2 separate regions of the Rattus norvegicus genome follow, and region 1 is linked to region 2. The links are chromatin contacts, called in public Hi-C maps. All regions are on one chromosome and are shown on one strand. The core of a region is the stretch at or near the end of the contact, and the rest is flanking DNA. Distances in the headings are between cores, read along the strand shown.

Evidence for each region. Hi-C and Micro-C count contacts between places; a contact is called where the count stands out from the background.
Region 1: a Hi-C map of psoas muscle shows a contact between it and region 2, with 2.0 times the contacts expected there. The contact joins the enhancer-like site here to the promoter of Mtmr12 in region 2. A contact is called at or near these places in 4 of 12 Hi-C or Micro-C datasets (liver, mammary epithelial cells and psoas muscle) and 1 of 1 datasets of contacts at active chromatin or transcription factors (oligodendrocytes).

What each region holds. Positions count from the first base shown.
Region 1 is chr2:62,990,742-62,993,927 of GRCr8, forward strand. Mtmr12 (myotubularin related protein 12) reads left to right here. Exons shown (of 16, transcript NM_001415035.1): 7 at 713-842. LOC134485602 (a long non-coding RNA gene) reads left to right here. Exons shown (of 2, transcript XR_010063770.1): 2 at 1-427. Among named protein-coding and RNA genes, the nearest start is that of Mtmr12, 41 kb to the left of the region's middle. Within about 2 kb of position 1,315, at least 36 of the 93 cell types and tissues checked have an H3K27ac peak or open chromatin away from gene starts, as enhancers often do.
Region 2 is chr2:62,949,591-62,952,626 of GRCr8, forward strand. Mtmr12 (myotubularin related protein 12) reads left to right here and starts at 1,299. Exons shown (of 16, transcript NM_001415035.1): 1 at 1,299-1,480. The coding sequence starts at 1,400.

The DNA of each region.
Region 1 (3,186 bases), core at 65-2,564, 41 kb after region 2:
TGTGCCAAACCCATCTTTCAGTCTTTCACAGGGTTTGTGTTTTATGTAAATTATTTCATGGGCAGATGCCAGGATTGTGGAATAAGAATAGCCTTCTCGGGCTGGAGGGATGGCTTAGCAGTTAAGAGCACTTGTTGCTTTTCCCAAGGACCCAAGCTCAGTTCCCAGCACCCGTAGTGGGCAGCTCGCAACTGCCTGTAACTCCAGCTCCAGGGGTCTAGTACCATATCCTGGATCCCATAGGTTCCCACACATTCTGAGCATACAGAGACAGGTGCACACAAACACACGAAATACACGATGAAAAAATGAAGAACAAAGCAACCCTCTCCTTAAAATGCACAGAGACAGCATGGACCAGTGGGATGGCTTAGTAGGTAAAATTGAACCTTCACACCCAAGATTAATCTAAGTTTAATCCCCAGCACCCACGTGGTGGGAGAACTGACTCCTGCCGAGTTGTCCTTTGATCAACAAATATGTACTAAGACAGGCATGCATCCCCCCCATACAAAATACATAAACGTAATAAACATTTGAATAAAGTTCCCATTGTAATTTTGGATGAGTGACAGAAAGTGGAACAGTTAAGTTATGAATTTATTCTTTGATTAAAGAAAGACTTAAGTGTAATAAGTTGGGTTCAGAGCTCGTGCGCTCACATGAACAGTCATGCAGAGACGTTACTGCTGTGCTCGCTTTGTTCTCTTAGCTGCTGACCCCAGGAACTGTACCGTAATGTTTGACACACCCAAAGACTGGTGCTGGGAGCTGGAGCGGACCAAGGGGAGTGTGAAGTACAAAACAGTGAGTGTGAATGAAGGCTACAGAGTCTGTGACAGGTAAGCTCTTCACGTCAGCTCTCCCCACTAGTGTGTGTGTCTGTGGGCGCCCTTGGAGGCCACAAGAAGCCTCAGATCTTATATTAGGGTCTCCTAAGAAGCAAGTCTGACAGGATGGGGGTGTGTACTCACCCACACACAGAGGTGATTTATTAGGTTTCCTTCAGGGTGTGGGCTGCCTCACACCGGCAGCTGCTTAGTCCTCAAGGCAGGCTGTCTCAGCAGTCCCAGTCTGGAACTGGAGGGTGGAGGATTCTTGGATTGCTGACCTTCTGCTATGTTGAAATCTTGAAGAAGTTGGTTCTGATGGCAGAGGAATACCACAGCAACAGATAGATGATCTTGTCAGCAGAAGTGAGGACAAGAAGGCAAAAAAGCAATTTTCTTCTTCCTTGTCCTTGTGTCCAGGCTGCTGCCAGAAGGTGCCACCCACATTTAGCGTGACTTCCTACTTCAGATGTGATTAAGAACATTCCTCACAGAAGTGCCCAGAGCTTAGTTGATTTCAGATACAGTCAAGTTGACAACCACTATGAGTCATCACAGACCCCATGTGCTGGACTTGGAGGCATCTGTGAGTGGGCTATAAAGTGGGTGCTGTGAATTGAACTCTGGTCCTTTGCAAGAATAACACACCCAGCTGGGCTTAGTGACACATGCCTTTTTTTTTTTTTTTTTCTTTTTTTCTTTTTTCTTTTTTCTTTTTTTCGGAGCTGGGGACCAAACCCAGGGCCTTGCGCTTGCTGGGCAAGTGCTCTACCACTGAGCTAAATCCCCAACCCGACACATGCTTTTAATCCCAGCATTTGGGTGGATCTCTGAGTTTGAAGTGAGCCTGGTCTATATAGCAAGTTCCAGGTCAGAGTTGAGAGAAGGGGAGGCAGGGAAGCCTGGTAGGCAGAACAGCCAGGGCAAGGTTGTGTGCCCTACATCCAGGGGCCAATGGGTTGGGGAGTAGCAAGCCAGAGAAAGGGGAGGAAAGGGTGAGGAAAAGGGATGGTCGGATGCTTCCTGAAGGATTTATTCTTTTTGATTCTGAGAACAATGAAGGGGGAGTTTGAGCTGAGGCAGGGAGTGATCTGGCCTACATTTTTAAAGGGTGACTCTGCTGATCTGTTTTTAGAAACTTGAATCTTATCATTTGGGAACATAGCTTCCTAGCACTGTGCTGACAGCCTCATAAAATACTGTAGGTTTATAGCACTTTTTATATTTGAGTATCTGGTTTCTTCAGCATATCAGTTCTGATCTCAACCAACCTGAAACAGGAACAGGATGGCCCCTCCCCCAGTTGGTCTGGATCAGAAGGAGAAGCTGTAGCATCATCAGATCTGACTGTTTGGTGCCATGGCCTATTGTTTCTCTTTTTAATTCACTCCTAAATCTTGACTTCTTTGTACTTTGCTGAGAAACAAGAAGGTTTATAGCGTTGTGGGGTGTGTGCTTTACAGAGAGACCCATGAACAATGCAGACACAGCATGATGTAGCTCTGCCCTGGGCTACCCTTCCCACACTATGCGGTGCCTGAGTGGATTGCCCAGCTTCCATAACGTAGCAGCAGAGAAAAGCTCTTCACTCAGAACTCTCCTGGGGCCTCAGGTGACTGTTTTGAAGAGGGAGAGCTAATTGCTCATAGTCTCTGAAGACTGCCTGGGATCTACCAGAGCTGAGGGACAGGAGAGCACACCCTCCATCCTGTACCTGGTGTGGTGCTCAGTGCTCATGGACAGAGGCCAAAATCTCCTAGCCTGCCAGACATTCTATCTGACCTTTTTTTTTTTTTTTTTTTAAAGATTTATTTATTATATATAAGTACACTGTGGCTGTCTTCAGACACACAAGAAGAGGGCATCAGATCCCATTACAGGTGGTTGTGAGCCACCATGTGGTTGCTGGGAATTGAACTCAGGACCTCTGGAAGAGCAGTCAGTGCTCTTAACCTCTGAGCCATCTCTCCAGCCCTTGTCTGACTTTTTAAATGTTTTTGTGTCAACCTTTGTATAGGGTGAAATTAACTAGGGTGGTAACATTGTAGAATATTCAATCTTACTAGACAGGGAAGGCATACAAACCTTTCCAGGACCAGGGGCCCACTGCAGTAGTACAGTATGTGTATTAAAGAGGGAGCTGAGCACTTCTCAGGTGGAATTAGAATGGTGGCCTGTCTGGACAGTACTATTCAGTCCGTGTTTCCCACATTCAGATATCTCAGTCCTCACAGCTTGTCGGAACACAGGTGTCACTGGGCAGGTGCCGAGAGGCTAACTGTTGTACCCTCATAGCAGGGCATTCCAGAACAGCAGCTTAATCCCTCTGCTTTCCTGGATAGCTCTGAGCTTCTGA
Region 2 (3,036 bases), core at 49-2,548:
GATGCCTGAAGAAAGGGACATTTGCTTGGTGAATTTCTATGAAAAGCCAGTATTTCTGTTTATGGGTTGGGTCAGATGTTGGAAACAAAAGTAACAGAATCTGTCTGGCATATCTGAGTCAGGGGTCACGTCCTGTACCTGGGAATCAACCTGGAGGAGCTTAGTTAATTGTTTGCTAGATTTTTGAGATGGTCTTATTTGTGGTCTGGGTTGATCCTGAACTTACTAAGTAGTCTGAGCTAGCCACAAATTGACAATCTTTTTGTCTGGTCTCCCAGGTGCTGAAATGGCAGATGTGCACTACCACCCCTAGTACTTTCCGTGTCACTTAAGAGACCTTCGTGAAGGAGTAGTACTTAGTTGGGAATTTTTTTTTTTTTTTAAAGGCTGTTGGTCAGACTAAGGCAGGGCAAGGTGCCTGACACTTGAAAAATTAACTGCAAATGTTTAATAGCTTTTCACAGAAGATGGAACTTTGAGTGAGTTGCATCCTGTCTTATTCTTCGACCACAATGCTCCAGAGGGAGAATTTAATTTGGTTTTGCTCATGTGAGGCAAGTGCCCCAAAGGTGGAATTCAAATGTGTTTTATTTGCAATCTTGGCTTAATTTGAGAGGTTTGTCGATAACTTGGGAGAGTAGGTAAGTCGTAAGGGTTTTTTCTTTTTACTATATCTTACCAGTTACAAACCAAGCAACAAACAAAAGTTTGAAGTTGACACAACATTTTGCGGTTACTTCAGTCTATTACTTAGTTCCTGTCCTCTCTGTCTCTTTTCATTTGTCCAAAGTCTGAACGTCGTTGGTGTGGATTTGAAGCGTCTGCGGAGGCATTCTGTTCAACGAGCTTTCGGAAGCTGAATTTCAAAGCTGCTGACAAATAAATAAAGCAAAGGGGTAGAACGACTGGCCGCAATAACTTAGCGATGGCAGAATCTTGGGGCAAACGGCGACATTCCCGCTATCCAATCGTAGGGCAGCCCGGAGAGAGAACGCTGTCTGCATTGGCTAAAGCAAATATCTCTAGAGCAACTATCTCTTTAGGTACTGCCCCGTGCCAATCAAAGGATGCCTAGGGGCGGGCTTTGCCTCAGACAGGGAACAAATCAAGCCAGGAGAGGCGTTCAGACACTCGGGCCAACAAGGGAGAGGGCGTGGCCTCTCATCCTGGAAAGAGCAAGCGGCAGTGGGCGTGTCCACGGTCCGTAGGCGGGGCGCGTGGCCTGGGCGGGGCGAACGGTGTAAGCGGCGGAGCCGGATGCGGGCGGTACTGCCGCTGCCGCGGCCCTAGGGATGGGCGGAGCCCCGGCCGCTGGTGCTGGTGGCCGCCGCCACTGCCGGAACCTGAGCCGGAGCCGCCGCCTCTGCCGCCGCGCGTCGTTGCTTCGCAAGGCGGCGGAATGCTGGGGAAAGGGGGAGTCGGCGGTGGCGGCGGCACCAAGGCGCCCAAGCCCTCCTTCGTGTCGTACGTGCGCCCTGAGGTGAGAGTGCGCCGGGCGAGCGCGGCGGCGGGTGGAACGGCCGGGACAGGGGCGCTTCCTGCCCGAGTGCCGGGCGGGGCGAAGCGGCAGGACGCTCTGGGGCCTCTGGGCTGGCCGCGGCCCGGACCCCTGCGGCAGGCCGGGCAGGTGCTAGGGCAGGGCCCTGTCGTTCACCACGGCCCCTATGGGCAGGAGCCGGAGTCCGGGAGGTCCTGCGGCCCCAGCGCCTTAGGTATCCGGGAAGGTAGCAGAAAGCTTGGGTGGTTGAAAGCCCCCCGCGGGGTTTCCCGGCAGCTCGCAGCTTGGTGTGTATGCTCTGCCCTGGACTTTCTTCGTGAGTCTTTAGAGCTCGCCTGCCGCGGGTGGTGCACTGCTTTCCGTCCGCGCTGCTGTACGGAATGTGGGTTGGCCTTGGCCTCTTTTGGTGTCTGCCCAGAGCATCCTCCTCACGCCTCTTCCCATTTCATCTCACCCCTTCCGATCTGCAATTTTAGTCAAGAAGTGCATTCTCTTGGGAAATACTTTCTGAGCTCCTACTATGTGCCAGGTACGATCCTGGAATTCTTGTGATAAGTATCAGTGAACAGAACAAAGATAGAGCTCCCTGGGAACTTATGTAAAAAGAGGAACAAACAGTCCAGGATATATATAAATTGTATAGTACTTAGAAGGTAATGGGACAAGACATCCTTTCATACTTGCAAAGGTGGTATTTCAGTCAATAGAAGACGTTAGGTCTAGGTAAGGGGTCCCTCGCAGCCCCAGAGAAGACTGCCAGTTGACAGTGTGTCTGGAACTCCGTTCGTGAGGCACAGAGAGGAGGTTGGAGAGAGAAATCAGAACTCCTAGACCATGTTGAAGACTTCTGGAACTGTCATTCTTTATCTTTTAGTAGAGTCCTTCTCATTTTCGATTTGTGAAAGTTGTGGGTTTTTCCCCCCCTTTTTCTGTTTTGCAATTTTGTTTGTTTCTCAAGTCTGGCTTCGAAGTCACAGAGCTCTGCGTGCCTCCGCCTCCCGAATGCTAGAACTAAAGGCAGTACTACCAGGCCCAACTTCTGCAAGCTGATGAGTAGTGTGCAGGTAGATGCTTTACCAAATTCACCATCTCCAGATGTCTGCCCACGGTTCACCTGTGAAGATGGAAAACAGGTGGGCCAGGGAGGCTGCTGGTGCCTACAGCCTTTTGCATATGTCTCTTGAAATCACGGCATCTAGCGGAGACTACTAAAATGGGTCCTATTTTCAGTCTTAATTCTCAAATAAAAAGCACTTCCTCTGTCAGAACTTGATACGGAGAGGCAGGGTCATCCTCCATTTTCACCAGGCTCTCCCTGTAGTCCATAGAGGTAATGGGGTCAGGTTCTCTTTATCTTTCTTTGATAGCACCCTAGTTGAATGCTAACTGACTTTAACCTTTAACCTTTAACCTTTCCTATTTAGTGAGAGTAAACTACAGGGGAAGAGTCTTCTGTAAGTATGCCAGAGTTCAAGAGTGCTCAACTCCTTCATCTGACTGTGCACTCTGTTCACAGGCCCTGCTGTTTCCTTTGAGAG